Linked DNA regions of Mus musculus: all the other regions are linked to region 3. A link is a contact called in public Hi-C and Micro-C data. All regions are on one chromosome and are shown on one strand. Each heading gives the region's core, a stretch centred on a gene start, on an enhancer-like site or on the middle of the called end of the contact. The rest is flanking DNA. Distances are from core to core; before and after follow the strand shown. Region 1 holds the start of Mapk8 (mitogen-activated protein kinase 8). Region 2 overlaps Arhgap22 (Rho GTPase activating protein 22). Region 3 holds the start of Arhgap22 (Rho GTPase activating protein 22).

Region 1 (2,996 bases), core at 60-2,559, 230 kb after region 3:
AACTTCGTGGAGAATTTAAGGCTTTATTTTAAATTTTTGTCTATAAAAGTCTTTCAATCAACCCAATGAGTATGACTTCCATGCTTGGTGATGGGGAAATGATGCAAAATAGGCCTCTAAGTACCATTTTGATTACTTCGTCAGACACAGAAGTAAACCTTCCAAGTTTAACAGCCTCAATAAGAGAACTGAAGTAACCATTACCAATGATACGAAAATTGACAAGGGGGGGGTGGGATTTAAGAATAAAGGTAGTATATTTAAGCCAAACCTGGATATTCTTCCTAACACTATCCTTGGAAGTTCCAGTCAAATGAGCCAAATACCTTACTTAACATACATCCCTTACATAATCGTCTCATTTAAAGGCACATCTATTCTGTTCCATACTACCCTAATTTTTAAGGGTCTTTCTCTTGGCCTTCACATCTTCTCCACCTGGATACAGCACTAACTGTTGCCAAATGAATGAATGAAATAAACATGTTCTAACTGACCAGGTACTTGGTGGAAGCTGATCTCAAAACACAATAGACCGGCAGACCAGAATTCTACTGAAAAGATCACTTAATTTCAGAAGTAAAAATAGAAACTACCGGACACTGTGCAGTCAACATGATATTAAATTCCCGGTGGGATGGGAAACTTTCGGGAATAACAATGTAATGCGTTCCTTACGGTACTTTACAATGGACTTGGTTCTACCTTGTCTGGACTAGGAACCCAAGCGCAAGACAAAGGGACAGCGGCGGGGGAAAGTCAAAAGGTCAGCGGCAGGCGCCCCTCTCAAGGCGCGGCCCGCAGGCCGGCGCGCTCGCGGCCACCCGGCTCTTCTCGGCGTCGCGGCACTCACGTCCGCACAAAGAAACCGCCCACAGTCAAAACACGCTCCCCGTGGGTGCGGGAGACGTATGCACGGTCGCGTCGGCCCGACCTCCGCGGGAGCACCTCCGAACTTGCCGCCCACCCGCTCCATTTCCCCCCGCGCGACGTGGAAGCCGGCCGGAGCGGTGAAGCCAGGTCGCGCGGAGTGGACCACGCCCCCCGCTGCCCCCGCCGCCCGCGCTATTGTTCCCGCGCCGCCCCCGCCCCGCGCGCGTTCCCGGGAGGGGGTCACGGCCGGGGAAAAGCGGCGGCCGCCCGAGCCGCGGCGCCCGCGCACTCACCCGGCAGTGCAGCCAACGGCGACCTGGAAGCCCGTAGCGGAGAACGGCGCCGTCCTGCGGTGGCCGCGGCCGCTACTCAATCCTGTTCGCGGCTCCGCGTTTCGGCCGCAACGTCCGGCCTCGGCCGCTCCGCTGACTAACAGAGACGCGGGCCGTCAACGCGCACGCCCGCCCACGTCATCGCGCAGGGCCCCGCCTCCGCGCCGGCGAGCGGCCTAGGGGCGGGCCAGCCCCGGGGGCCCGGATTACGAGGGCGTGGCCCCGCGACTTGGGCGTGGCTACACTGGGGGGCGGGCTGCAGTAGCGGAGGTTTTCCCCTGAGGGCGGGGCCGCGAGCAGCGTCTGGGCGGCCGCGTGTGAGGGGCGGGGCCGGGAGCAGCAGGGGGCGGGTCTGCGATGGCACGTGGCGGCGCGTGGCGGCGAAACACCAGTCATAGCTTAAGCCTGCATGGTTGCTAGCCTCGCGGGGAGGAGGGGTTAGTGTTTGAAGGTCAGGCACGCGTGCCAGGGCACACACCTGAACCACGGAGAGTCCTGGTTTGACAGATACTCTTCAAGGGCCTACCACCCACCAAGGAGTAGATGTTCTCTAGCTCCCTGGAAGAAGTTACCTCCTTTTACCCCCCAAACCCTCCTGCTCCAGATTTTTTGCCTTACCTGATTTACCTGCAAGTCCTTGCGGCTCTCGCAAATATTAACTATTCACGGATAAACTGACGAGCCTCGACAATGGATGGAAAGGTATTTAAATCACTATCATTCATGAGGCAAAATATATTTAGCACTTTAAAGAGTTCAAAGGCATTCTCGCCAACAACGGAGAATATCACTAAGAGAAAGAAGCAACACATACATATAGAATGATTCTACGTTTATATAAAATATATTACATGCACAGTATATTAAACTTGGAAAAAAAGTATGACAATTGCTTTGACAGTAGGAAATAAAGGGCAGTCTCTCTTACACCTGTGTAGTATACTGTGATTTCCAAAATATACAAATATGTATTGAGTAAATTCAGGTAGACTGTTCCCATTACATGTTAAAATGGTCTTTCTCCAGGGATGCTATCATGAAGCAAATGTGAGCACTCATTCATTTATTCTCCCCCCATTTTATCTCTCAGCAATTTTTTAATTTTAATTTCTTATTTCTCCAGTAAATATTTTATTGCTTGCCTATTCTCTTAAAGGCAGTGTACTAGCACTAGCAATAAGTAGAACTTATAGAGAATTCTTGTGGTATCAAGATAATAAACTATACACCAAATCAAATCGACACTAAAATGCAAATTAAGGACACATCCAACTATGAAAGGAACCAATGTATTAATAAGGCCAGGAAAGCCTTCTCTAAGGAGCTGCCTCCTAATTTGAGAACAGGTTTGACCAGGGATTATGTCCGAGTTAACTTGATGTGCGAACAAGGAGTTCCAGAACGGGGTAGACTGGGAAAACTGAAGACAGGCCAGCTCTATTGGGACACCAAAGAAGACATTGCAAAATGAGAAGACTGATAAAAACAAAATCCTGTGTTGGAGGTGTTTTTATTACAGGTGTAATGGGAAGGCCCTGGTATGTCTTCAGCAGTGGAGAGCATGATTGTACTGACATCTTGACAAAAAACAAACAAACAAACCTCTTATCACAGAATGCTTTTCTTGATCTCTCAAGGTGGGCCTCTTCTCCCTCTACAATTCTTACTAAAAACTTTCTTCTCTTCCAGAGTATGTTTCTACTTATAGTTCATAGGTCAAAGGTACTGCAGGACATGTATAGATCCCCTGTGGTGGCAAAGACAGCACCCTTTTGTTGGGGTTGGTCTTGT
Region 2 (2,783 bases), core at 56-2,555, 140 kb after region 3:
CTGCTCTGATCTCCTCCAGACGCCTCTGGCCCTCCTCTCCCTCATATACACAGTAAAAATCTTCCCCTCACCCACACCTTGGAACAGTCCTGTGCTCAGTTTATACATACACTTAGATCATGGTCTACTTAGGGGATGGTATTGTCTGCAGTTTCCCCGGGGATCATGGTTAGCCTCCGGGTGGCAGGGGATAGGGGACCTGAACAGGGCCAGGCACAAGCACACAGTAAGAGACAGATGGCAGGTATCCTGAGCATAGGGCTCAGGGAGCAAGAAGGAAGCTGGTTGGAGTCCCTGAGCTTTATGAGTTTCATGTCTTCCTGAAGGTGGCCGTCAGTCACTGCGAGCTGAGGCCAGGAGCTGAGTGCAGGGACTTAGGACAGAACACTGCATGGTGTTTGTCCTATACACTCACTCCTCCACCTCTGCCCCAAAGAAAGCAATGCCTTCCCACTGCTGTGACTCTGGGGTGGAGGTGTGGTGGAGAGAGAAGGCCCTGCGCCCCACCCCCACCCCGTGTGTGTGTGTGTGTGTGTGTGTGTGTGTGTGTGTGTGTGTGTGCTGACACTGGAGACAGTTGGGAAGTGAGTCTCACTAAATGGAAGGTCTCTCTGAGTGGATGGGAGGAGGCAGGGGTCATTCCAGGCTAGCCCATGCCCCACTGGGGGACACTTTGTTCGTGGGCACTTCCTCTGTATGTTCTATTCCTTGCTCATTTGAAGTAATGGTGCTCCTGGTTACACCAGACACGGCTTCCCATGGCTTCCCTGTGAGCCAGGTCCCCTTCCCCACTTGGCCAGACTCTGGTGTTATCTGGGGAAGTCTTTATTCACAGACTTAAAGCAGAAGAGGCAAATGACTGCCCCAAAGCCTGAAGCAGCCTAGGTGGGGTAGGGGCCAGTAAGGAATACTGTGGACTGCAGAGGATTGGCAGGGAGTTTCTGTCAAAGGGAAAACAGCTACTACGGAGTGCTCTGCCACTCTTGACTTTCTGGAACGTAGGCCTGTCACTATCGTAAGTGTGGATTATTTCAAGAGCAACTCAAGAGCTGGGGTGTAGTTCAGTTCTAGAAAGCTTGCCTAGCGCGTGCACCTCAAAACAAAGAGGGGCAAATGGAGAAAAAAAAAGCAAAATTTAAAAATGTTTCCAACGTGACAGGAGGTAGACTCATGCATTTGAGGCCCTGCATGTGGGTGACTGAGTTCTGAGTGAGAGAAAAATAGCTGAATCTCTGTGCTCTGAGCCCAGCCAGCTCTAACCCCAAAGGCTGGGACACTATTTGAGGTGACTCAAGGCCTCCTGAGTCAGCCCTGCGTGGAGCTGCCCAAGTAGCCAGCTTGTCCCTGGGCTTCAGGCTTAGTGCCTTCCCCTGGCTTAGAGGACTAACCTGCCAAGGCCCAGAAGAGGCAGGTTTCCCTCTTGACCAGTATTGCTTCCTCTGCCGTGACCCAGATGTCCATGGGACCTGCTGCCTCATGGGTCCCTCCGCCTCCATTCCGATGTGGACAATGACGGCTGAACAGCTGGGATGTTTGCTGTTCCAGGAGCCACACTGAATGGGCTGGACTAGGTCCCTGCCACATGCACACACAAGCTGACATGCTCACATGATTACATGTACAAACAAAAGCTTAAAGTGTGTGTGTGTGTATGGCACATACAAGCACATACACCTTTTCTTAAGGCACTGATGGTATTCACCTGATGTGTCCTAGGCTTTCTTCCCTGATCTATATGCTTAATTTCCAGATCATGCACTCCATATTCCATTCTCCACCCCCATTCACCCCCTGACTTCTCCACATCCCACATCTCCTTCCCACCTCCCTCTCTCCACATGGATGCCCCCCACCTCTCACCCCACCTGACCTCTGAACTCCTTGGGGCCTCCAGTCTCTTGAGGGTTAGGTGCATCATCTCTGAATGAACAGAAAGTCCTCTACTGTATGTGTGTTGGGGGCCTCATATCTGCTTGTGTATTCTGTCTGTTTGGTGGTCCAGTGTTTGAGAGATGTGGTATTGGATGAGGGAAAAGGACTGAAGCCCTGAGAGCCAGCAGAAAGAATGGAAACAGGCAACCTCAGGAAAAAGGAGGTGGGGGTGGGGCTCCAGAATGTACCAGAGACCTGGGAGGTGAGAGACTCTCAAGACTCAAAGGGAGGGATCTTAGATAAAATGCTCAACTATAGGGAGAGGGAACTTATAGAGCCCACTTCCAGCAGGAAGATAGAATATCAAATGAGGAAGGGGGCATCCCATAGTCACATCTCTGATCCATAATCGTTCCTGTATGAAAGATTACAAGGATGGAAATGGACAGGAGCCTGAGGAAAAGAAGGTCCAGTGAGAGGCCCAAAGTGGGATCCAGCTCAAGGGGAGGCCCCAAGGCCTGACAGTATTACTGAGGCTATGGAGCGCTCACCAAAAGGGATCTATCATGACTGCTTCCGAAAGACCCAAAAAGCAGCTGAAAGAGTCAGATGCAGATATTTGCACCCAACCAATGGACAGAAGCAGCTGACCCCTGTTGTTGAAGGGAAGGCTGAAAGAAGCTGAGAAGAAGGGTGATCCTGTAGGATGCGTCTTATTTTTAAGTTGCTTGGAGCAGGGAATGAGGTAGGCTACCAGAGAGATGGTTGAATTCCTCACTTGGCTGCACCATGACCCAGTTCCCACAAAACTATAGTCCTTAACACAACTCGCTCTAGCATGGTGGCCTTGTCATGCCTCAAAGGACATCCTTGGGGGAATGTCTGCACAGTGAGGAGGTGAATAACACTAT
Region 3 (2,750 bases), core at 130-2,629:
TTCTGTTTTGTAAACAGGCTCTCATGTAGCACAGGCTGGCCTTGAACTCACTATATAGCTGAGGGTAACCTTGAACTTCTGAGTCTCTGCCCCCACCTCCTGATTGCTGGGTTTACAGGCATACTACACGCCTACCTGGCTTTGTGTCCTGCTAGGGACTGGACCTACAGTGTGAACCCAGAGCATTCATTCTTAAGGCTTGCTACAGTGGGTGTGGGGTGCCCCCACCCTCAGAGCCTTACCCCCGTCCACCTATGCTTCCAAACTGTGCACTCTTCCAGGAGAGACTGAAGGTGTCACTCCCAAATCCCTCAGGGTCTCTGAGGTCTGTACCAACTCCAGGGTCCTCATTTCCTGGCTCCAGCTCCATCACTTCCCTGGAGACTCCCAGCTCAGCTGTGTGTTCAAGGCCATCTGTGCTCCTGGGTCCCAGGTCATGCCAATATCTTGGGCTTAGGCCCTTGAAGATTTAGGGCTTAGTGACCGCTTCATTCTCTCTGCTATTCCAAAGGCAGTCTGCCTTCTCCATTCCAGGTGCTGTCCCATCACTCCCTGGGGACCAGTCAGTGACAGGAACTATACCCACATGCTAAAGTGTGAACCAGAAGCATTTTGCCCCAGCAGGACCCACAGAATACCAGGCACTAGTCCATAGCCCCAAGCTTCTGTTCTCTGTGGCAGTGATGGACCGATTTCAGCCCGCATCTCTATCTCCTCCTCCTCCTGCCTCCTTCTGCCTCCTCCTGCCCAGGTTGGAAGGATCTACCGGTAACTTCAGGCTTCATACAAGCTCAGCTTGTAGAGACTAGCACACTGGAGACAGGGTAGGTAGGGGAAGAGCATTCTGGGCTCCATCTGCAAATGGTATCATATGTCCTAAAGACAGGTGACAGTGTGCCTGCCATCTCAGAGCCTGGCTTTATTTTAGGTCGCTAGGACTGCTGCTGTGTGAATGATGTTCACGGCGGCAGAAATACCACTTGGCTAGTTATAAGCAAGCTTTGTCTATTTGTTTGTTCGTTTGTACCCATTTTCCACAACTGTAAATGATGTAATGATGACACATTTCCAAAAATAGAATGGAGAAGTGGTACCCTAAGGATGTGACAGAGCTTTCCTGGGGTCTACCCCAGCACTTGGACCACAAGCCAAAGTGTGAGCCAGGAACCAGCCAGCATGCTCAGAGCAATTTGCACGGTCCCTTACTTAGCTCCATGTTGTTCCCTTGGGGGCGAAAAATATCAAATCTAGTAGCTAGAGCCCTTGGCTCACCGAGCCCTTGCTTCCGCTGATGAATCTGGCATCTTCTCCCTCTGAGACGCAGTTGTCACTGCTGGTCCCATTTTACAGATTTGAGGAACTGATACTCTGACTTCCCCAAGTCTGCTCTCAGATCCCCAAGGTACATGCTCCACAGAGAAACTTGTCCCTCACAGCAGGCTTTGTTCGTGTTTGAAATCCAGGCAAATGCCTGGAAAGAGCGTTCTAAATATATTTCTCTACTATAGATGCTGATCGCCTGCTACTGAAACTGGGAATTAGCTTGTCTGCCTGAGGATGTGGCTGCTGCCTTCCAGAGAAGACACAGGAGAAATCTGCACACTGCCAGCCTAGCAATGCTGCCGACGGCTTCCAGCAAAAGAAGAACCTTCGCTGCCAGATACTTCAGTAAGGATTTGGCTCTATGGTGGGGAATGGCTGCCTGTGTGCTTGACTTCGTGCTTAAGGGTGGGGTCGCTCGGTGACACTGAAGGAGCCTCGTTGGTCTTGCGGGCTGTGGGCACCATGAAGTGGGGACTCAATCTTCCTTCAGCTCTCAGCACAAGTTGGTTAGCCAGCACTCAGCCATGACCCAGCATCTGCTCTCTGTGAGCCTGGAAATCAGGCTCCAGTGTCAAGGGTCCTGGGTTCCAATGGCTGGGGACTCTAATGACAGTTGACGGCCATGAGGATCACCATGACCACAGACTGCTTGGACACTGGATAGAGCTTCCACAGGGAGAACTGGGCATCCCAAGGCTCCTCTGTCTGTGCCAGGAAGCCACCCAGCCTGGTAGTGAACTGAAAGATGCAGAGAGGATGATTGAATAGCTCCGGGAAGCTCTGGGAAGGCAGCAGCTAGTCACAGTGGGACTAGTGTCTGTTCGAGTCACTGACAGATGATGGTCTGGTATTCCCTGAAGATGCTGGGCCCCTCAAGAACTGAATCGTGTAGGTGCCAGGTCACACAGGTGTAGATCCTGAAGGTGCAAGGTCATACAGGTGCTGGGTCTTGCAGGTGCTGGGTCTTGCAGGTGCTGGGTCTTGCAGGTGCTGGGTCTTGCAGGTGCTGCATCATACAGGTGCTGGGTCTTGCAGGTGCTGGGTCTTGCAGGTGCTGCATCATACAGGTGCTGGGTCTTGCAGGTGCTGCATCATACAGGTGCTGGGTCTTGCGGGTGCTGAGCCTTGCAGGTGCTGCATCATACGGGTGCTGGGTCTTGCAGGTGCTGGGTCTTGCAGGTGCTGGGTCTTGCAGGTGCTGTGTCATAGAGGTGGTAGACCCTGCTGGAGCTGCCCGACTTAAATGTGTGTGCACAGGATGGACCTCAGGCAGGAAGGAGCTGGTTGTGTTTGTAGCTGGGTGGTGTCTTTGGTAGGTTAGACCTGAGTGCTGGATTCCAGAAATAGATGCCATCAGTAACGTCCTCTGGGCCCCAGTCCTCCTCAAGCTTGCCAACTTCCTCTGGAGACTTCTGTTTAGCCAGCCT

The links. A called contact is a pair of places that touch in the nucleus more often than the background predicts.
Region 1: a contact with region 3 is called in a Micro-C map of embryonic stem cells, with 2.3 times the contacts expected there. The contact joins the promoter of Mapk8 here to the promoter of Arhgap22 in region 3. A contact is called at or near these places in 1 of 39 promoter capture datasets (macrophages), 4 of 484 Hi-C or Micro-C datasets (embryonic stem cells, hematopoietic stem and progenitor cells and muscle stem cells) and 2 of 9 other capture datasets (adipose tissue and liver).
Region 2: a Hi-C map of muscle stem cells shows a contact between it and region 3, with 4 times the contacts expected there. The contact joins the enhancer-like site here to the promoter of Arhgap22 in region 3. A contact is called at or near these places in 20 of 39 promoter capture datasets (the 3T3-L1 cell line, the C10 cell line, the HPC-7 cell line and 12 more), 3 of 15 datasets of contacts at CTCF or cohesin (the NIH/3T3 cell line and large pre-B cells), 46 of 484 Hi-C or Micro-C datasets (the 3T3-L1 cell line, 3T3-L1-derived adipocytes, the AML12 cell line and 34 more), 16 of 115 datasets of contacts at active chromatin or transcription factors (SST interneurons, bone marrow-derived dendritic cells, bone marrow-derived macrophages and 6 more) and 5 of 9 other capture datasets (adipose tissue, embryonic stem cells, liver and 2 more).

What each region holds. Positions count from the first base shown.
Region 1 is chr14:33,445,849-33,448,844 of GRCm38.p6, forward strand. It overlaps Mapk8 (mitogen-activated protein kinase 8), which reads right to left and starts at 1,310. Exons shown (of 12, transcript NM_001310454.1): 1 at 1,167-1,310.
Region 2 is chr14:33,354,171-33,356,953 of GRCm38.p6, forward strand. All of the region lies in intron 5 of Arhgap22 (Rho GTPase activating protein 22), which reads left to right. Among named protein-coding and RNA genes, the nearest start is that of Mapk8, 92 kb to the right of the region's middle. Within about 2 kb of position 1,306, at least 19 of the 459 cell types and tissues checked have an H3K27ac peak or open chromatin away from gene starts, as enhancers often do. A contact at or near this core is called in 3T3-L1-derived adipocytes, the C2C12 cell line, the HL-1 cell line and 2 more, where this site is marked.
Region 3 is chr14:33,215,444-33,218,193 of GRCm38.p6, forward strand. It overlaps Arhgap22 (Rho GTPase activating protein 22), which reads left to right and starts at 1,380. Exons shown (of 11, transcript NM_153800.4): 1 at 1,380-1,402; 2 at 1,509-1,668. The coding sequence starts at 1,617.